Linked DNA regions of Mus musculus: regions 1, 2, 3, 5, 6 and 7 are each linked to region 4. Evidence: chromatin contacts called from public HiCAR-type and promoter capture Hi-C data. All regions are on one chromosome and are shown on one strand. Each heading gives the region's core, a stretch centred on a gene start, on an enhancer-like site or on the middle of the called end of the contact. The rest is flanking DNA. Distances are from core to core; before and after follow the strand shown. Region 1 holds the start of Slc27a1 (solute carrier family 27 (fatty acid transporter), member 1). Region 2 holds the start of Jak3 (Janus kinase 3). Region 3 holds the start of Ushbp1 (USH1 protein network component harmonin binding protein 1). Region 4 holds the start of Zfp963 (zinc finger protein 963). Region 5 holds the start of Gtpbp3 (GTP binding protein 3). Region 6 holds the start of Myo9b (myosin IXb). Region 7 holds the start of Bst2 (bone marrow stromal cell antigen 2).

Region 1 (2,783 bases), core at 55-2,554, 1.8 Mb after region 4:
GAGGTAGAATTGGGATTTGGGGGCTCCTTATCTCAAAGAGCTGCCTTTGCAGCTCTCTCCACCCCCGGGTGTGAATTTCGACTTTCTCGGAGTCTGGAATGCTGAGAAGCCTCGGGGCTTGGATCTAGGACAAGCTGGATCAGGCAAGCTCCAGCACAGGCAGGCGCTGGGCGGGAGTGGGTCATGGGCGCAGGGATGGGGATCTTGCAGACTTTCTGGGATTTAGCGGGACGGAGCCACACCCCTGGAGCCATAGCCCCGCCTTCAGCACCTGCTTGTTTTCACCGCTTGGTTGCCGTGGAGACTCGTAGGTACCCTGGGCTAGCCGCTCTAGCTTGAGAGTCTCGTTGGGTTGCGGGCTCTCTGGCCCGCGGTTCTTCTCGATGGCCTAAGCCTTCCGGAAGGGGGTCGGCCGGTGCGGAGCCGGGTTGAGGGGCTGAGAGCTTTTGGCCGCGGATTGGAAGGTTTGGGGCGGGACTAGGTGGGCCGCACGGACCGGGCCTCTCTGTGAACAGTGACTGTCGAAGCCTGGAGGCAACGCGGGAGGCTCAGGTAGAATCTGGGTCCCGAATGCCAGATAGTCTCGGGACTGTGGGCGGGCCCGCGCCTGTGGGCGGAGCCATAGGCATCACCTGGCGCGTAGCCCGGGTCAGTGCGGAGGTGCGGATGGGGGCGGAATGTTGGGACTGCTGAGGGCGGGGTCAAAGGCTTCACCTGTAGGGAGGGATTTGAGGGTAGAGTGATCACCTGTGAGCTAGGGGGGTGGGGTCACAGGCCTTCATCTGGAGGAGGAGCCTCGATCAGGTTGCCGGACTTTGATTTGAGGCTCCCAATGTGGGCGGAGAAAGAGGCCTCAGTTGGGGCGTGGCCTAATGATGAGGGGGATGATGGAGGCTGTCCTTGTAGGAACACCCAGCCTCTGAGGCCGGATAAGCATGAGGATAACAAGTGAATTTTGAGACACAGAGGAGGGATGAGGCGACATTAGGGCATGGCCTGGACCATTGGCTGCGAAGGGCCTAGGTGTGTGCGGGTTACTAGGCGACCCCAGGCTTGGAGGGCTGAAGCTCAAGGGTGGAGCTTGACCGTGGGGGTGTCTAGCCACGTGGTCAGTGCTTGGGGAAGGGGGGAGGTCTGGCTTTGATGGGCGGAGGATAAAGATTGATATGGAAGTAGCCAATCCCAGGCCTTGAGGCGGTCAATGTTAAGTAAACTGGTTGGATTTGGCTTTCTTGGTGCTTAGCTCAGCGGCGGCGGGGCGGGACCTGATACTAAGGTACACGCTGGGGGCGGGGCCAGGCTTGTAGTAAAAGCGTTTGGGTTTAGGCTACAGTGTGGAAAAAGAACGCGGCCAGGGTCTGTGACGTGACCTGGGCGGGATCAGGACTAGGTGGGAGGCGGTACCTGCGGTCTCAGCTGTGTGCTCCGCAGGATGCGGGCTCCTGGAGCAGGAACAGCCTCTGTGGCCTCACTGGCGCTGCTTTGGTTTCTGGGACTTCCGTGGACCTGGAGCGCGGCGGCGGCGTTCTGTGTGTACGTGGGTGGCGGCGGCTGGCGCTTTCTGCGTATCGTCTGCAAGACGGCGAGGCGAGACCTCTTGTAAGTAGATGGAGTTGAAATTTAGGGGTCGTGGATGCATGGCCCTCGGGCGAGCTAGAGTCTTGCAGGGTGGTGTGAGGGTCCCCTTATGGCCTGAATTTGGTTTTATTGTCTGGGCTGGGGCCAGAAGGTGGAATGACTGACTGGAGGGCTCTGCAGGGTCCTGCAGAAGACAGAACTCTGGGGGGAATTGTTAGGGTGGTCGTTTGCCACCGTTAGAGTGGGTAGCTGGTGGGTATTGAGAGTACTAGGGGTTCCGGTGGCGTGGTGTAGACTGTGAGAGGCTTCTGTGGGATTAGTGGGGTGACCCACTGTCCAGATTCTTGGAATGAACAGGTTTGGGGTGAAGGAGCATCTTGCGGAATCTACAGGACTAGGGTGTCTAAAGAATCTGTAGTGTTGGCCCCTCAGATAACATGTGAGTGTGGAACTTTGACTATTATTCAGGGTCGGTGGGACGGTCTCTATGTATGCACAGTGTATGCACAGCGTCTCTGAGGAGTCAGGGTGTGCAGGGAACATGGAGGCTTCTGGGGTAACCTTAGTGTTGATGGAATTCAAAGTCTCAGGTCAACCCTTGTGGGACCATCTGGGTGCCTTCACAGATCTTCAGGGAGGCAGACTGGGCATCGTTAAGAGTGAGGAAACAGGTTTATGGGGGTGGGGGCAGAGCAGAATGGTGTGGAATGGGGGGTCACAGACTTACTGGCTCTGAGCTTTCTTTTTTTCTTTCTTTTTTTCTTTTCTTTTTTTTAGTGGTTCTCACCTGCCTTTGCTTCCTGGATTGACTTTCTTTCTTCCTTTCTCTCTTTCTTTCTCTCTTTCTTTCTGTTTTTTCTTCTCCTAAAGAAGCAAAGAAACTTCATTTGAAGCAAATTAGTCATGTGGTCAGAGATGACACTGTGAGGAGTGACAGTCGCTCCCAAGGACTCCAGGTCTTGTTTTGGGAAATGGGCTCTCATGTAGCCCAGGCTGGCCTGGAACTCTTCATGGAGCCCAGGCTGTCCTGGAACTCCCGATCCTCTCCCTTTATCTCCCCTGTACTAGGGTGACACATGAGGTTGCTGCTGTGCCAGGGTGTAGCACAGGACTTTTGCATTCTGCCCACTGAGCCCAGGCTCAGTCTTTGCTTTACCTTGGGAGACAGGCTTTCATGAAATTCAGTTTCCCATTTCTTCCTTTTC
Region 2 (2,700 bases), core at 10-2,509, 1.9 Mb after region 4:
ATTTGTAACAGAACCCAACAGTTGCCTTTTTCTTCTTTTCTTAAAATTTTTTTAAAATTTATTTTGTAAGACAAGGTTTAGTTGTATAGTCTGAGCTGGTCTGAAACTTTCTATGTGGACCAGGCTTGGCTCAGACTGGCAGCAATCCTCCTGCCTTGGCCTCCTGAGTGGTGGGATTGTCACACATGTGCTACAATGGCCTGTTGGTGTCTTCTTCGTGTCCTACATGGGTAGGGCCAGAGAAGGAGCTATGCTGGTGGCCAGTAACAACCCAGCCATACTCCTACCTCCATCCAGCTGTTTTACATGGCAACTGGGATGAAATCTCAGGTATTGGTGCTTATGCAAATGTTCCACCCCTGAGTCGTGTCCCCAGCCCCTCACTGGGGGATTCTAGGTAGGAGCTCCACCAGTGAGCTGTGTGGCACATATTGGTTTGTTCTGCCAGTCTTCTGCCTCATCGTCTGCATCACACCTGCTATCTCTTCACGTTTCCATTCCTGGCATCTGTTTCCTCACGTCATCCTCTCTCAGACAGAGGCCTGACCTGCTGTGTGTGGTGTTAAAGGACTTGTGGATGCTCTGGGTCCCAGGCACCCACCAGGAGGGGCATCTGAGAACAGAACTTGGCATGCTTTAGGGAAGCACAGCTGCACAGTTCTCTCCCCCAGGATCACTCTTAGTTCTACCCCATGCAGCAGACACTGCCACTGGCAACAGATGGGTAAACGGAGGCACCAGGGTGCATAGCCAGGGATGGAGGACTGGAGAACGGGCTCCTGCCATCACCATCTGAGGCCTAGGAGTTCTTTTCAGAATCCTCCAAGCTGTACCTGTGGGTTCCAGTGATGGAACTCAAGTCGATTTGTGTGGCGATAGCGTATACTCCTCAGCCTTCTAGCAAGCCTCATCTCATAGCTTTTGAGCAGAATAAAAGGCGAGGTTTTCAGAGGAAGTGGGGGCACGCCCAGCAAGCAGGTGGGCTTCCCAGGAGAAGGCCCCTCTTAGTTCATTAGGACTGGAGGCCCAGAGGTTTGGTTTTTTTCCGCCCGTAATTTTTTTTTTTAAACATTACGCAGTGTGTCTTTTAGGAGGTTAAAGGTTGGAGGCGGAGTGGAAACTGAAGCCTGAAATGTGTTCTAGCCGCAGCAAGTCCCTGCCCGGGCTGGCTCAGGTTGTTCCAAGGACATGCAAAGACAGGAGCCCGAGGCGGGGAGTGCTCTGTAAGCTCAGGTCCCCAGCAGCACCCCAGCCTTTCTGTCTCTGCACAGCTCCCACCCCAGAAGGGTGGCCTGCGGCACAGGTTTCTAGTCTCCCCCGGGCTTCCCGCCCCGCCCCGCCCCCAGGGCGCCCTGACTTTCCGTAAATGACGGCGGCCAGGAAGCTCAGGGGCCGCACAGGAAGGAGCAGGGACTTTCCTGTCGCAGCCTCGGCTGTCCTTTGCCTCGGCACAGCTGCAGGTAGGAGCGCGGGGCACAGGTTCAGGGCGCGGGTGTGCGGGCGCGGGAGCGGGAGCGGGGCGCTGCCTAGACACCGCATTGGCGGCTCAGCAGCGCGCATGCGCGGCGGGCTCCCCAACCCCACCCTCCCTGTTCTAGGAGTGGGGAAGTAAAGGGCCTGAACTTTCCATTTGGTATAATCTCATACTTCTTTAATATTCGTGTCCGCTTTGTTGTTTTATGTCTTATATTTTGAGGATGGCTCTCCGTCCGTAGCCCTGCTGGCTTAGAAGTCACTATGTAGCCCCAAACTCATAGCAATCCTCCTGCAGCCTTCCCAGGAGCAAAAGAACAGGGAAGACAATGTTGATGGTTTTATTTTTGTACACTTCTATAACATTTTAATCTGTTTTATTCTGCGTGTGTGTGCGTTGCACATGTTCCGAGGTCAGAGGAGTGGGTTCGCGCCTTCTAACATGTGGATCCTGGGGACCAGCAGGCTAGGTGGCAAGCGCGTCTTTACTCCCTAAGCCATGTTGGTCACCCTAATTTGTTTCTTGAGACAGGGTCTGACCTTGAACATATAATGACAGTTGTGTACCACCACCTCTGGTAATAGGTTAATGACTTCTTCAGTTCTCGATTTGAGACAGGGTTTCTCTGTGTAGCCCTGGAACTCACTCTGTAGCCCAGGTTGGCTTCCAACTCACAGAGATTCACATGCCTCTGACTCCAGAGTGCTGGGATTAAAGGCATGCACCACCACCACCGCCAAGCTAGATTTTTTTATTTTTTAAAATACAGTCTCATGCGCTGGCCTGGGACTTCTCTCTCTCTCTCTTTCTTTTTTCGAGACAGGGTTTCTCTATGTAGCCCTGGCTGTCCTGGAACTCACTTTGTAGACCAGGCTGGCCTCCAACTCAGAATCCACCTGCCTCTGCCTCCCAAGTGCTGGGATTAAAGACGTGTGCCACCACTGCCCTTCTTGGCCTTGGCCTTCTAATCTTCTGCCTCCCCCTCTGGAGTTTTCTGGTCAAAAGTGTGTGCTGCTATGCCTACTTTTGTTGTCTTATCATGGGAGGGGTGCACATGAAGAGGCCAGAGGGCAAATTTATGCAGTTAGCATACCCTTTTCACAGCTTTGTTTGGACTTGGTTGTGAGCCTTCTTCCTGGCCTTGAGGACTGGTCTGAGCAGCTGAAGGGCTGTTTCCTGCCTTTTCTCTCAGGCCCAGGCCCCACCCCTTGCCCTCAGCAGCTCTG
Region 3 (2,852 bases), core at 188-2,687, 1.6 Mb after region 4:
CACCAGCTTACCTGTCTCTGCAGAGTCTCCTTCTCTGCCTGGGCGTCCTGCAGTGAAGCCTGAGTGCATGCCAGCTCATCCTCCCGGTTGCACAGGGCTAGCCGCAGCCAGGCGTTCCTCTCTATGAGGCGAGCAGCCTCCTGCTGTCCAGGTCCTGCGTCTTCTTTCTCATCACCAAAGGGCCCCGGAGCCCCCTGGTCTCTGTCTTCTGCTTCCACTGACTTTGGAAAGCTTAGCGAGTGGTGGCGCAAGGCAGCTACAACTGCCTCAAGGGAGCTCAGCCTGCACTGCAAGGTCTCATACACACTGGGTACTGATATCTCAGCAGGGCCACTATCCAGGGGGGCTTCTTGCAGGACCTGGTGGGCTTCCACCTCAGGCTCGCACTGTTCTTCTGGGCTCAAGGATAGAACCGCATGGGATCCCACATCACAACCCTCCTTGATCCTGTGAAGATAGTGGGGGAACCCCAGCCACCTGAGGCTCAGAAGAGACCTGGAGGGCTAACCCTAGGGTCGCTAGGAAGGTAGAGTAGGGAATGAGCGGCATGGCTGGAGGATAAACAGGAAGAGGAGAGAGGCAGGCAGCAGAGGCAATGGGCAGGTGAGTGGCAGGAGGCAGCTTTGTGCAGGGGGGGTGTTGGGGTGTTGGGCTAGAATATAGGGTACATACTAAATGCATCCTACCAGTTCCTTGGGCTCTGAAGGCCAGGACCAAGGTATTCCTGATGCAGCTCAGGTTTAGTCTCGAAGCGTCCATTGTTGGCATCTACTTCCTCTGAGCTCTCAGCTACAGGGTCTAGCTCCCCCTGTGAATGAACCCCGTTTCCCCCCAACACACACACACAGTCTCTTGGCCATCATATCCAGCTCCACCTGTGGAGGACTCCCCTACACCACCACGGGCTCTGAGCCTAGCAGGCCTGGGTTCCCAGGATCCATGGGACTGAGTGTGGCAGGAAGAGGGGCACACTTACAGGCAGAGGATGCCTCCCTCGACGGCTTCGGGGCCGTGTGGCCCGGGCACTCATTGCCTCTGTCACTACAGTCTGCTTTCAGTTCTTGCCTTCGTCACCTTAGAATCCTTGTTTTTTGTTTTTTTGTTTCCTGTAGGATTTTTGGGGTGTCTACTCCGATTGACACATTTAAATATTCATATACCTCTCCAATAGTGCCCACTAACTATCTACTTGTTCCTTACTCCCCCATCCCCCATCTCTACTGGGCATTCTTCTCCCCTCAGCTGTCTGAAGGCGTTTCTCTTATCTGTGCCCCACCCCCCATAGAAGCATTGGGTAGGGACCCTAAAATCCTCTTTCTTCCTACGGCTCTTAGCATCAAACTCCCTCACCCTGGGGGTTGACCCTGCTGCGCTCTTCTCTGCTTCTCCAGAGCACCTTGGGAAAGGCCTGAGATCCAGGGCATATCTCAAGCCATTCTGGCCACTGGCTACTGAGGCTGCGATAGCCAAAAGTGGCCCGGGAGGGGCTGGGAAACAGGAAGCCCCCCTACCCTGATCACATGGACAGTTATTGTTTCGTTTCCTTCTCCAGGATGCCGGCTTCCTCCAGAACGGGAGGAGGATGGAGGACCAGGACCTTTGTCCCGCTCTAAAGATATCAGTATCCCCTTACCCGAGGCCAAACCTTCCATTTTCATTTTGGATTTTTTGTGTCCCCTGTTCACCAGGACTCGCTCTAATGTGAAGGTCTTTGTGTGTGTGTGTGTGTGTGTGTGTGTGTGTGTGTGTGTGTGTGTGTGTTTCTAAAACCAAAAAAAAACCAAAACTGTAGGAGTTGGCTTCAGCATTTGCACAGCTTTTATTTTTCATTACTTTGCTTTACTCATCTTTGTCTGTGGTGGTCCTACTTGTCTCCGAGATCGAACTCAGGCCCCTCAGGATTGGTGGCAAGAGCCTGCACCTGCTCAGTAGCCCACAACGTTTCTCTTCAATGAGTCTGAACTGCTGCATCAGGCGGTTGGAGGCACTGGCAACAATAAGCTTGTCCACAGTGTGTCTGCTGCCTTCTTTACTTTTTCTTTACATTTTAGTTTTTATACAGCGTCTCATTTAGCCCAGCCTGGTCTAAACGCCCGATCTTCGTCTCCGGGTCTCTGGAGTGTTGGGATGACAGGTGTGCACCACCAGTCCTCATCAAGGTACTAGTGAATGAATGCCAACCTAAGTTACATAAGTAACTGAGAAGGCCTTTGGCAAGTCCAAGCCAAGTCCTACCCCGTCAATCATCAAACGGCCCCGCCCAGCTCAGGCTTCTGTCCTATTTCAGCAGAAGCCTTGAGAACCATAGCGTGATTAAACCGGAACTACAAATTACGCCCAATTTTGCTTCTATCCACCACAGATCACACCCACTCCCAGTATTACCCATCTTCAGCCCCATTCCAGCCACTCCAAGCCACACCCCCAGAACGCCTCAGCCTATCAGCTTCCATGTCCCGAGGGCCACTGAACTACATTTCCCAGAAGGTGTCTCGGCAGCGCCGCACAAACTTCCGGCCAGGAAGATGGCGGCTTCCTAGAGTCCTGATTGACTGGCCGCGGTGCCCAGGCTACAGAGTGGAACCTGCGGCACTGTGAACGCGCGTGAGCTTTGTGTCGCCGTGGTCTAACTTCGACCCGGATTGCTGTAGCTCCAGGTTCGTTCTTCTTGAGGACTTAGGGGTGGGGGATTCGAGGTCCCGAGATGCCACCCCTAAAACCGCGCATCCATCGCAGGGTCACTTGGGCTTCCTGTGTTTCCCTAGGGACCGGACCGGCGCCGCCTCAGGGGAAAAGTAGTTTTGGGAAACTTCAACTGTATCTTTTCGGCTCCACAAACCAAGTCTCCCAGG
Region 4 (3,011 bases), core at 511-3,010:
TGGAATAAGAAGCAGCCACGAATGTGAAGAAGAGCAGGGAGGATTATGGAAGGAGGTTTGGAGGGAGAAAAATGAAGGGAGAAATGTTTAATTGTATTAGAATCTCAAAATAAAATTGTTAAGTATAACACATAAAATACAAGTCTTTTCAAATAGGAAATTCCAAGACCAACAAAAACTCAAGGAAATAATAAGAAAACTTCTTGGGGCTGGGGAGATAGCTCAGCGGGTAAGACCACTAACTGCTCTTCTGAAGATCCTGAGTTCAAATCCCAGCAACCACTGGGATGTGTTCTGGTGAGTCTGAAGACAGCAACAGTGTGCTTATTTATAATAATAAATAAATCTTTTTTAAAAAAATCTTCTTGAATACAAGATTAACACAAGAAGTCCATCTTCCAGTATAATAGCAATGAGCAACTGAATGGTTAGCAATTTCCCCGAGTATGTAGCACCACAGCTCAAAGGAGACACAAAGAGAAGCATATACTAAATTTCACAAAGATCCTTGGATGAAGATAAATTTCTTTTTCAAAAATGAATCAAGCCAGGCACGGTGGCACAGGTCTTTAATTCCAGCACTTGGGAGTCAGAGACGAGGGATCTCTGTGAACTCAAGGCCAGCCTGAGCTACATGGCAAATTCCCATACAGCCAGGAATACATAGAGCAGTCACTCTAAACCTTCCTAACGCTGCGGCCCTTTGATACATTTCCTCATGTTGAGGTGACTCCCAACCAAAAAATTATTTTTGTTGCTATGTTATAATTGTAATGTTGTAACTGAGCAGTATCTCAGTTCCTAAAGCCATTGGGAATTAGTGTTTTCTGATTGTCTTAACCGAAAGGTAAAGAACCACTGACACAGAGAGATCCAGTGTCCAGAAAAAAGAAAAAAAAAATCAAATAAGAATATGCACTGGCCTAGTAAATAGAAGACAACACCAAGATGTTGCTTTCCTCAATTTACACTATAAATTCAAAACACAATCCCAACAAGAATGCTAACATCTTGTGTAACAGCAGAAAGCCGTTCTAAGGTTTATATGTAAAGGGGGAAAAAAAACCCTCAACGTTCCAGACAATTCTAAATAAATAGTACACAAATAAAAGATTTTATCTTTACAAAGAAATTTAATGATCATAATAGTGTACGAATATTTGGAAACTAATTTATCTACAAAACAGTATAAAAAAAGAACCTCACAAAATAGTCAATGTTCTTTTAAAAGAGCAAATTAAACTCAGGAGAGTAATTGTCTTCACAAATACTATCCAACATAGGCATAAATAAGCAAAAACTTAAGAGTTTACAACTCCCACAAAAGTATTTCAAAGTGGACTCTCCACCAATATGTGAAGACAACTCAGGGGAACCGGCAGGACCTTGAGTTCAGCAAACAGCCTCAGGGTACAACACAAAAACCACTTCGTGGCCGTGACGTCACCGACACGGAGGGCGGGGCCTCCCCTGCGGCGCCCTGAGCTCTGCGCAGACGCGGCCGAAGGGCGGAGCGACACAGCCGCAGCGACCTAGTCGCCGCCAACCGCAGCGGGCCTAACGCCGCACAAGCGAAGAGCTACCGATAGCTGCCACTCCTCTCCACCTGGGACAGCGGCCCTGCGCTCACCATGTCGCGGCTTCCGAGCTGCCCGTGCTCCCCTCACAGCGGCGGCCACAGCGCAGCACACGCACCCACGGGGCCTCCCTGAGCCACGGAGTTCAGTCTACAACACGGCGGACAGAGAAAATCCGCCTCCCACTGCCCTACCTCGCTCTTGATTGAGTGGTGTAAGCTTGAAGGCCCTGATTGGCTAGGTCCGCCCAGCGACTGCTGATTGACAGCAGGAGCTGAAGTGATGACCAGGCAGTCTCTGCCCTGGACTGCCTGCCTTTTACTCCAGCATATGGTCAGGAGAATTTACATTGACGCAGAACTTGTTCTTGTTCTTGGAGAGCTGGGCCCTGCTGTCTCAGTGAACTCGGCAAGCACTTCCTAGTCTAACAGGGTACCAGATGGTTCTCGTAAGCAGTCCAGTTACCAACTCAGTGTCTAATACAATGGCCCCTGTGCCTCAGACCTAGGAGGCCAGTCAGACCACTCTGGTTCCAGTTGATACTGAGAGGTTGAGAGCACATGCTGCTCTTCAGAGGACCCAAGTTCAATTTCCAGAACCCACATCGGGTGACTCCAAACTGTCTGCAAATACGGCTGCTTAGAGAACCCAGGACCACCAGTCCAGGGATGGCCCCAGCCACAATGGGCTTTCCCCCCATTAATCTCTAATTTTTAAAAATGACCTCACAGGCTTGCTTACAGCCCAAGCTCATGGAGACATTTTCAATTGAGGCTCCCCACTCTGATGACTCAAGCTTGTGTCAAATTGACATAAAACTAGCCTGCACAAATAAACATACCCAATGCAAACAAACAGACAAAATTAGAGTTGATAAAAAAAAAAACAGGAGCTGGAGAGATCGCTCAGTGATTAAGGGCACTTGCCTGACATAGTTACATTTCTGTTGCTATGATAAAACTTCATGATTGAAGTGACTTATAAAACAGTTTAACCAGGCTTAGAGGTGCAGTGTGTAACAGTCCATGCTGGTATTGTTAAGGCTTGGCCACAGGCTGAGGACTCACACCTTAATCCACTGAGAATGGCACAAGTCTTTTAAAACCTCGAAGACCACCTCCACCACCAAGGCTGCACCCAATTCTTCCCAAACAGTTCCATCACTGGGGACCAAACACTGAAACATGGCCTATGGAAGCCATTCTCATTCAAACCACCTCCTTCCACTCCCTGGCCCCCATAGACCATACTATAATGCAAAATGCATTTGGTTCTCCGTCAAAAGTCCCCATAGACTTTCACAGTCTCAACATTATTTAAAGGTCCAAATATCTTCTAAGGCTCAAGACAATTCTCTCCTTGGCGGATGTCTCATGGCTCTAGGATCTCCACTGAAATCCAGGTTTGAATTCCAAAATGACTCACAATAGCTTC
Region 5 (2,748 bases), core at 223-2,722, 1.7 Mb after region 4:
CGCTTTGGCGAGTGTATGGAGGTGAGAGGACGGACACCTGTGGAAACTGATTCTTTCCACCATGTGGGTCCAGGGGATTGAACTCAGGTCGTCAGACTTAGAAGCAAGCACCAAAACCCACAGCCCTGATCTCCCATGTTTTCCCACTTCAGAGTGGCCCACCCTGAAGTCCTGTGAGCACTTAGTAGGTAATGAGCACTTGCTCTAAACGTGTTAAGATGGAACCACGGGGGCCGGGCACTGGTGGCGCACGCTTTTAATCCCAGCACTTGGGAGGCAGAGGCAGGCGGATTTCTGAGTTCCAGGCCAGCCTGGTCTACAGAGTGAGTTCCAGGACAGCCAGGGCTACACAGAGAAACCCTGTCTCGAAAAAAACAAAACAAAAACAAACACACAAACAAACAAAAAAGATGGGACCACAGGAGATGGACAACGTCACTGTCCCTGTTTCACAGACTGAAAGTAGGGCAGATGGGAACCTGAGGGCTTTGAGACTATACTGTACCCGGCAGCACTAACTAAAGAGCGCCCGCCCGCACAAGTCGAGAACCAGAGAATTGGCAGTGCGAGGGCGCTCGCGAAGCCCCGCCCGCCCAGAACCTGGTATTCGAGCCTGCTCCTTCACCCCGCAGTTCAGTGCTGTCCCGGGTTAACCCGAAGTTAACTGGAGGCCCCAGGATGCCTATCCCGGAACACACATCGGACCTGCGGCCAACCGGGACCCCGAAGAGGGCGGGGAAGCCAGGGCTGGAGCTGGGCTGGAACCGCCAGAAAGGCTTCCTTGCCTGGGGATGGCGCCTGGCTAAAGATACTTGCCCAGGAGCTGCAGCTGGCAAAGATGGGGTAGCGGGGATCAGTGAAGAGACACAAGAAGGGCCAGGAAGAAACTTCCCAGAAGTTTGGACCAGATTTTCCCTGACCTAGGGCGTGGCTTCTCCCGGAACTCATCCCCTGCAGTCACTAAGATGCTTTGAGTTTTCTGTCTCTAACTGGGTGTAGAATACCCCGACCCCACCTCCCTCGTGATGGTGAAAGGACAACTTGCACAAGTCTGGTCTCCTTCACTAAGCTGATCCCGGGGATAGAACTCAGATTGTCAAGTTTGGCAGCAAGTGCCTTCTGCGCTGCCTTTCATGGACTTTACAGTCGGAGCGCACACATAGCTTCTTAGCTTCTCTAAGACTACGGAATGGGCACAAGGAAAAGAAGGGCTCGAACCACCGCTGAGATATATCCTGCATTTTCTTCCTCCCACTATTGTGTCAGATACCTGTTGCTCTAGGAACCGAAAACTTTGCTCTGTGTTTCCGCGGGACACTCTTGCGTTGTACACACCCGCATCCCAACTTCGTTTCCCTTGGATCAGCCAATAGGAATCAAAATCTATAGATAGAGGGCGGGACCTCCTATAGGCGATCCAATGGTAGTTGAGAGTCGTACCGCTAAGTCACACCGCAAAGGGGCAGGACTTTCTTCCCGAACTTGAAGCCCTGCGGGAGTGTCGGCCAAGGTGCTTGCAAAATTGGAAATCCATGTGGCGTGGGCTGAGCGCCCTGGTGACCCAGGCGGCGTGGGCGCCCCTCAGGTGAGTGGCACGGACCCGCTGTCACGCGCTAGACGTTGCTTTAGGACCCAGGTTTGCCCCTGAAGTTCCAGACCCCGTTCCTCCTCCCGCAGCTGCCGTGTCTTTCCAAGCCCATCGCCTGGCCACCGCTCGTACAGCTTGGGCATCAACGGGCGACCATCCCTCCGTCCATGTTCACCCCGAGGCTCGGGTTTCTGGATGCGCTTACTCGTTTCCTTTCCGATCTCCAGGCTGTGCGCACGCTGCAGCACCAGTGCAGAGTCCTTAGTCCCCAGCAGCACCATCTTCGCACTCAGCTCCGGCCAGGGACGCTGCGCCATCGCAGTGATCCGCACCAGCGGTCCAGCTAGCGGGCTCGCGCTCCGCAGCCTCACGGCGCTCCAGGAGCCGCCTCCTGCCCGCAGAGCCTGCCTGCGCCTTCTCCGCCACCCGTGCTCCGGGGAGCCACTGGACCGCTCACTCGTCCTCTGGTTCCCAGGTGAGGGGCCGGATCCGGGAGCCCACGGCGCTCGTGTCCGGGTCTCAGTCCCCTCCAGGAGTCAGCCCGGGTCGTGCCCATCCCCTAACTCTGCTTTTTTCCATACAAGGACCCCAGAGTTTCACGGGTGAGGATTGCGTGGAGTTTCACGTACACGGAGGTCCTGCGGTGGTCAGCGGTGTCTTGCAGGCATTGGGTGAGGCTCTGTTGAGTGGCACTGTTCCTGGGGGAGACTAAAAGGTATTGGAGATAGACTGCAAAACACATTGTCATTTGGGAGAAGAGATGTATCATATTAACCCAGGCCTTCTAGATGACTCTGCCAGTAAAGGTGATTGTTGCCAAATGTGAACCCGAGTGGTGAAAGGTGAGAATTGATTCCTGCAGGCTGTCTTTTGACTTCCTGGTGTCACACACACACGCAGAGACTTCAGCATGGGGAGGACTTTGAGGAAAGCTCAGACTCAAGTGCATGTTTGGTGGTAGTTGTTTGGAGGAAGTGCTAAGTCCTATTTAGGGAGTTGATGAGTAGCTGGTACGATGTACCAGCGTACAACCAGGCTTTCTGTGATTTCTGGGTGGTGGGGATAGGGAGGGTCTTGCCTTTTCAGAAAGAATTGTGTCACCTTTACTTAATGTGTGTTCATCCAACAAGTTTGCCACAGGAAGCCCCTGATGGCCAGCA
Region 6 (2,718 bases), core at 154-2,653, 1.5 Mb after region 4:
AACTGATGCAGAGGCCACGGAGGGATGTTCCTTACTGGCTTGCTTCCCCTGGCTTGCTCAGCCTGCTCTCTTATAGAACCCAAGACTACCATCCCAGAGATGGCACCACCCACAAGGGGACCTCCTCCCTTGACCCTAATTGAGAAAATGCCTTACAGCTGGATCTCATGGAGGCATTTCCCTAACTGAAGCTCCTTTCTCTGTGATAACTCCAGCCTGTGTCAAGTTGACACAAAACTGGCCAGTACATCAGTTATCTACTTTCACCATATGAAACCCATGGATCAAAATAAGATCATGAGGCTTGGTGGCAAGAGCCTTTGTTTCACCCACTTGACCTTCACAGAGTGTCCTTTGCTGTATACAGTCACAATAGCCCGTGACCCTCATCCTTCAGACTCTTAAGCAAACACCCATGGGTGTAGTGAGTCAGGGCTAAAGGGGAGTGCGACAAGCAACCCTAGAGCTCCTGAGGCCTAGGAAAAGGTCTGTGCTGGGACTAAAGTCGTGCTACCATGTAGGGTCACGTTTTTCCTTTAAAAAAAGGAAGGCTAGGTGGTGGTGGCACATGCCTTTGAACCCAGCACTTGGCAGGCAGATTTCTGTGAATTCAAGGCCAGACTGGTCTACAGAGCTCCGGATCAGCTACACACATACACACACACACACACACACACACACACACACACACACACACAAAACAAAAAACAAAAAACACCACTGTCTCCAAGGGGAAAAAGAGAGAATGTCCACCAAAGTCCACGCACAACCCCAATTCTGAACTGCATCTGGGACCCCAGCTCCCCAGCACGCACCGAAGCGGCTCAGAGCCTGGGCTTCTGGTCTGGGAGAGATTCGGGCATTGGCTCATAAGATCCCAGTTCTCCAGCTCCGCTGCCTGTGAGCCCAGGATCTGGTCTTTGGCCAACCCACAGGAGCCCCTAAATTCCGCCCTTCTGAGATCCCAACTCACCCTGCGTCCCGTTCTGAGGAATCCGCCATTCTCCCGCCTTCCACTCAAAGGCAAGCGTCTCAGGGTCCCGCCCGCTAGGAGGCAGGGAGTAGTGCTGGAAGCCGGAGGGTGCTCTCTTCACGCGAGCCGCGGGGCGGGCTCCAAGCTTGCTACAGTTCGTTCAGCCTGGCCAAGAGCGCCGAAAAAGGGCGTGGCTCCAAGGTGTCCCTCAGACGTGTGGGCTTCCGGCACCAACCTGAGCGGGCTAAAATACTGCTGGGGAGGGGCGTGACTATCATAGCGCCCGCCCCTCTCAGCTGTGGAACACTTAGCATCTGGAATGCACCAACCGCAGAGGGCGTTCGCTGCGCGCCTTTAGATGGGGCGGGACCTCGAGTCGCCCCGCCTCTCCGACGAGTTGGCGCCCGCCCACTCAGCGCCTCCGGAACCCGGAAGTGAAATCGCACGGTGCAGCGGCGGGCGAGGCTGGTCGCTTCGGGGCGGGGCGGCCGGGAGCAGCGGGCAGGCTGGCCGGGGACCGGTGGCGCGCAGCGGCCCGAGGTCCAGGTAAGTTCTCGCGGCGGCCGTGAGTGGAGACCCGAGCCGGGGTTGTGCACCGGGTTGCTCCTGAAGTCGTGGGACGTGAGGGCAGGATGCGGCCTGGGGGACGCGTGGACGCTGAGGGGGTTGAGACTGGCGGGCTTACCGCGTCTTTCAGCGGCGGCTGAGGAGAGGACGTGGCTAAGGTGGCATCTGGGGGGATCTCAGGAAACGGGGGAGGCCAGGAAGGCGGAGCCGAGGGGCCGTGCTAGGGAAAGGGACTTCTGCACTCGCGGTCTGAGCCCTAGGGTGTCAGAGAGGCGCCGGGCTCTCAGAGAATGGGAAACGGTCTGTGGCAACCCACTGTTGGGGCTGGAACGTCTAAAAGAGTGGGCCTGGAAAGACACGCAAAAACAGTTCCTCAGAGGGCCGGAGGAGTGGAGAGGAGGAGGAAAGGGAGATGACGGGGTGCAGCCTCTGGAGACTCGCCCCCGCCTTCCCCTCTTGATTCATCTTCTTCCTGACTTCACTCCCGGACAGCTGGGTGATCCGCCAGGGCGAGTCCCAGCGCCCTCTGGGTTCTCTCTCTGCTTTGATAGGCACATCACTTTCTGCTCAAGAAAAGAGTAGCTGGACTCTAGAGGAGGTTGCGGGGTGGGGGTGGGGTTCTGACACCCGAACTGCGTTTCAGAAGAAAGGGAGCCGGTAGGGTGGAAGCCACTCTCTCAAGAGAGTCACATCCTTGGACTTAAACGTTTTTTTGTTTTTTGTTTTTTGTTTTTAAATGACTTACAGGAAATGTATACCTCAGCGGTGGCAGAGATCTCAGCCCCGTGGAGTCACAGCTGCCAACAAACCCTCCCTTCTTTTTCTAGGGACCCTAACTCCCAAGGCTTTATAGGGGAGTCCTTTTGTGCCTCTTTGGCTCATTTTCCAGCACTTTAAGACATCCACCTAGCAGCCCCTCAGGTTGTATCTCCTTACCTTGTTGGGTATTGTCTAGTCTTTGAGACTTCAGTATCTTAAGGTGTCAAGGAATGGCTGGAGGTGGCATGAGCAACTATAAAGTTATTGTCACCGGCCTCTCTGCTCCTACAAGGCCTTGGAGCTGCCTGGTTTTGATTGGCATCACTTTCTCCCCCCCCCCCCTTACCAGTATTCCCTGTCTGCTGTGTGCTTGCTGAAAGGAGGCCAGGTTTAGAGCTCCATTTGGTACAGGAATCTGG
Region 7 (2,727 bases), core at 1-2,500, 1.8 Mb after region 4:
AAACTTCCAAGCAGTGGGCTCATGACCCTGCCACCCCTTCATGTGGGTCAGCACCTCTCCCCAAGTCCCAACCTGGAGGCCTAAGCTATTCCCTCCCAGCTCCACTGGACCTCCCCCTCCCCCTGCCCCCCTCTCACTCTCAAGCTCCTTGATGCGGGCCTGCTGCTCCAGGGCTTGAGACACCTTCTTCTCCAGGGACTCCTGAAGGGTCACCTGATCAGAAAAGCGGCACAAACATGGGTTGGCTGTTGTCCTGGCCCCTAGGAAACTTCCAGGCAAAGGCATCTGAGACCTTCTCAAGCAAAGCCCCTTTCAGGTTCCCCTCCAACACTCTCCGTATCCACCCAGTCCTACCAAGGTGTAATCTCCAAAACGGCAATTTTAAGTGCCCACATAGGAGTTTGAAAACTCTTCGTAGTTAACCCCTAGTAGAAAGTTCCAGATATTCTCCTACACAAACACACAGCAGAACCGGGCTTCCCAGACAAGGTCTCTCAGAGACATATTAAAAGTTTCAATAATTTGCTAGGTGTGGTGGCTCATGTTTTTAATACTAGCACTTGAAAGGCAGCATTTGAGGCCAGCCTGGTCTACAGAGTGACTTTTAGGACAGCCGGAGCAATTTAGGAGACCCTGTTTCAAAAAATTCAATCAGGGCTGAGTGATATCCCAGTGAAGCCAAATGCTGGTCCCTAAGTCAGGTTCGAGCTCTCCAACTCAAGCACTCTACACAAAGTTTGGAGAGTCACCAAAGGAAGGGAGGATACTGAGGCCCCTGATTGCAGAGCTGTAGGGAGTTCTAAGGTCTCCCAGGATTTCAGTCTTTAGTAGCTGGCCTTCGAGGTGGGGGTGGGGGACTTGCTTGGCTGTTTCAAAGCCACTGGAGGGGACGGATTCCAGGCTTACCACGGTCAGGTTGCAGGAGTTTGCCTGTGTCTCGGCCTGCAGCAGACTGTCCTGGGTGCGGGTGAGCTGGCGCTGCAACAGGTGCGTGGTGTTCCGGCACTCAGCCTGCGCTCGCAACCCGTCTCTACAGGCCACGCTGTTCGCTGTGACGGCGAAGTAGATTGTCAGGATGACTAAGGTAACCCCGAACAGGACCACCAAGATCGCGGCCCCCAGCCACTGCCGGTGGCTGCCCCATCCTTGCTTCCCCCCCATCTCATCCATGGGCACGGGCAGATAGTGATAGAAAGAGGGCGCCATGTGATCCGTCGATCCTAGAGGGCTCAGGAACCCTTTCCAGGCCACGCCCTTATTAGCATAACCCCGCCCCACCACTGCTTCTAGCAAATAGCAACTTCAGGAGTCCAACGCAATTCTAGAGCCGCCGGGTTGCAAACTGCTAGTGGAGAAACTGCAGCCTTTCAGTTTCATTTTCCTGGAATGCCCCTAGAAGCAAGAGAAACTTCTGGAATTCAACTCAAATTCTTGGCCTTCGCTGGCCAGTCACCTGGTGCCTGTGGGCTTGGGACTCGACTTAACAGTGGCTGTCCGCCGGGCGGTGGTGGCGCACGCCTTTAACCCCAGCACTTGGGAGGCAGAGACAGGCCGGTTGTCGGTTTGGTCTCCTAGAAGGGGAACTAAGACTTCAAGGTTCAGTTGTGGACTGAAGACCAAAGGCCAAGGTTTGAGGTCAGGGGTCTCCATTCACGAAAGGATCGTGGGAGCTATTGAGAATCTGTATATTGAGAATAGTGGCTACAGAGCAGCGGGCAGGAAACCAAGCCTGGCCAGGTAGCAAAGTGTGCCTCCCAGCTCTTGTCCTGGCATCAGGAGCAACCTGGCGGGGAAAACCTGCCTGCGGGAAAACCTCTGTGAACGGGGTAAAAAAGGAGTGTTTCAGTGAGCACCAGGCACTCAGAGAGGGCTTGGCCTGGCTTTGGGCAAAAGTGACATGAAGCATGACCTGGAGTTAGCATAGGGGTTGTCCTTGATTTCCTATCCTTCTGTCTCTGCCTCCCGAGTGCTGGGATGGCAGGTGTGCTCCACTACTCTGGAATCCTCCCTGGCTCCGCTGAATGTCCTGAATGGTACCCACCTCAAAACACTATGGAGTCTTTACTGAGGACACATAGGGCAGACCACATTCAGTCAAGGGGTTCTCTTCAGGACTGAAACTGTGTGGCCAAAGCACTAGTATATGGAGAGATTACGTTTTCTGTCCTTGTGAAGACCAGTTTGCATAGGAGGACTCGGTGTTGTGTTTTATAAAAAGAAAAAGAAGCCAGGGATATGTTTGATGGGGGTGTGGTATGGTGTGGGGGAAGAGGGTGCTTCTGCAGGCCCAGGCTGAGGCCCCCAGGGTACCAGTCACACAATGGGATGTAGAGTATAGAATAGAGTTTATTTAGGGCATGGGGAGGGGAGTTGAGGGCCTAGTAGAGACAGAGAAAGGCAGAGAGAGAGAGAGAGTAGAGGAGTAGAGGCTAGCCGGGAACAGGTAGAGAGAGAGGTGGGAGGGGAATGGGGAGAGAGGAGGAAGAGGGTAAAGGGAGCAAGATCTAGAAGAGGAGAAAAGAGAGGAAGAGGCAAGCAGCCCCTTTTATAGTGAGTCAGGCACACCTGGCTGTTGCCAGGTAACTGTGGGGCGGAGCCTAGATGAAATGCCAATGTTATGCCCAGTTCTCAGGAACCCCAGAACAACATCAGGAATTTCGAGTTTGATGCAAGAACAAAGAGAGTCTTTATTGTTATATGATTGCAAGCCTTCTCTACTCAAAGGTT

Evidence for each region. Promoter capture Hi-C pulls out the DNA fragments that hold promoters and counts their contacts. HiCAR-type assays count read pairs that join an accessible place to other places.
Region 1: a HiCAR-type map of astrocytes shows a contact between it and region 4, with 2.6 times the contacts expected there. The contact joins the promoter of Slc27a1 here to the promoter of Zfp963 in region 4.
Region 2: a contact with region 4 is called in a promoter capture Hi-C map of liver, with 5 times the contacts expected there. The contact joins the promoter of Jak3 here to the promoter of Zfp963 in region 4. A contact is called at or near these places in 3 of 39 promoter capture datasets (hippocampal neurons and liver).
Region 3: a contact with region 4 is called in a promoter capture Hi-C map of neutrophils, with 4 times the contacts expected there. The contact joins the promoter of Ushbp1 here to the promoter of Zfp963 in region 4. A contact is called at or near these places in 4 of 39 promoter capture datasets (cranial neural crest, liver, neutrophils and 1 more), 1 of 115 datasets of contacts at active chromatin or transcription factors (microglia) and 1 of 9 other capture datasets (adipose tissue).
Region 5: a contact with region 4 is called in a promoter capture Hi-C map of pre-B cells, with 4 times the contacts expected there. The contact joins the promoter of Gtpbp3 here to the promoter of Zfp963 in region 4. A contact is called at or near these places in 4 of 39 promoter capture datasets (hippocampal neurons, liver, neutrophils and 1 more) and 1 of 115 datasets of contacts at active chromatin or transcription factors (pancreatic cancer cells).
Region 6: a promoter capture Hi-C map of pre-B cells shows a contact between it and region 4, with 5 times the contacts expected there. The contact joins the promoter of Myo9b here to the promoter of Zfp963 in region 4. A contact is called at or near these places in 3 of 39 promoter capture datasets (liver and pre-B cells).
Region 7: a promoter capture Hi-C map of liver shows a contact between it and region 4, with 6 times the contacts expected there. The contact joins the promoter of Bst2 here to the promoter of Zfp963 in region 4. A contact is called at or near these places in 3 of 39 promoter capture datasets (liver and pre-B cells).

What each region holds. Positions count from the first base shown.
Region 1 is chr8:71,569,290-71,572,072 of GRCm38.p6, forward strand. Slc27a1 (solute carrier family 27 (fatty acid transporter), member 1) reads left to right here and starts at 1,305. Exons shown (of 12, transcript NM_001357182.1): 1 at 1,305-1,599. The coding sequence starts at 1,433.
Region 2 is chr8:71,675,124-71,677,823 of GRCm38.p6, forward strand. It overlaps Jak3 (Janus kinase 3), which reads left to right and starts at 1,260. Exons shown (of 25, transcript NM_010589.6): 1 at 1,260-1,460.
Region 3 is chr8:71,394,364-71,397,215 of GRCm38.p6, forward strand. It overlaps Ushbp1 (USH1 protein network component harmonin binding protein 1), which reads right to left and starts at 1,438. Exons shown (of 13, transcript NM_181418.3): 1 at 1,351-1,438; 2 at 977-1,106; 3 at 687-808; 4 at 12-447. The coding sequence starts at 1,030. It overlaps Babam1 (BRISC and BRCA1 A complex member 1), which reads left to right and starts at 2,492. Exons shown (of 9, transcript NM_026636.2): 1 at 2,492-2,657.
Region 4 is chr8:69,748,202-69,751,212 of GRCm38.p6, forward strand. It overlaps Zfp963 (zinc finger protein 963), which reads right to left and starts at 1,761. Exons shown (of 4, transcript NM_001200023.1): 1 at 1,631-1,761. The coding sequence starts at 1,633.
Region 5 is chr8:71,487,256-71,490,003 of GRCm38.p6, forward strand. It overlaps Gtpbp3 (GTP binding protein 3), which reads left to right and starts at 1,473. Exons shown (of 9, transcript NM_032544.4): 1 at 1,473-1,585; 2 at 1,816-2,063; 3 at 2,173-2,259. The coding sequence starts at 1,533.
Region 6 is chr8:71,271,311-71,274,028 of GRCm38.p6, forward strand. It overlaps Myo9b (myosin IXb), which reads left to right and starts at 1,404. Exons shown (of 40, transcript NM_001142322.1): 1 at 1,404-1,519. It overlaps Haus8 (4HAUS augmin-like complex, subunit 8), which reads right to left and starts at 1,280. Exons shown (of 11, transcript NM_001163042.1): 1 at 974-1,280. The coding sequence starts at 1,002.
Region 7 is chr8:71,536,222-71,538,948 of GRCm38.p6, forward strand. It overlaps Bst2 (bone marrow stromal cell antigen 2), which reads right to left and starts at 1,251. Exons shown (of 5, transcript NM_198095.3): 1 at 907-1,251; 2 at 138-213. The coding sequence starts at 1,206.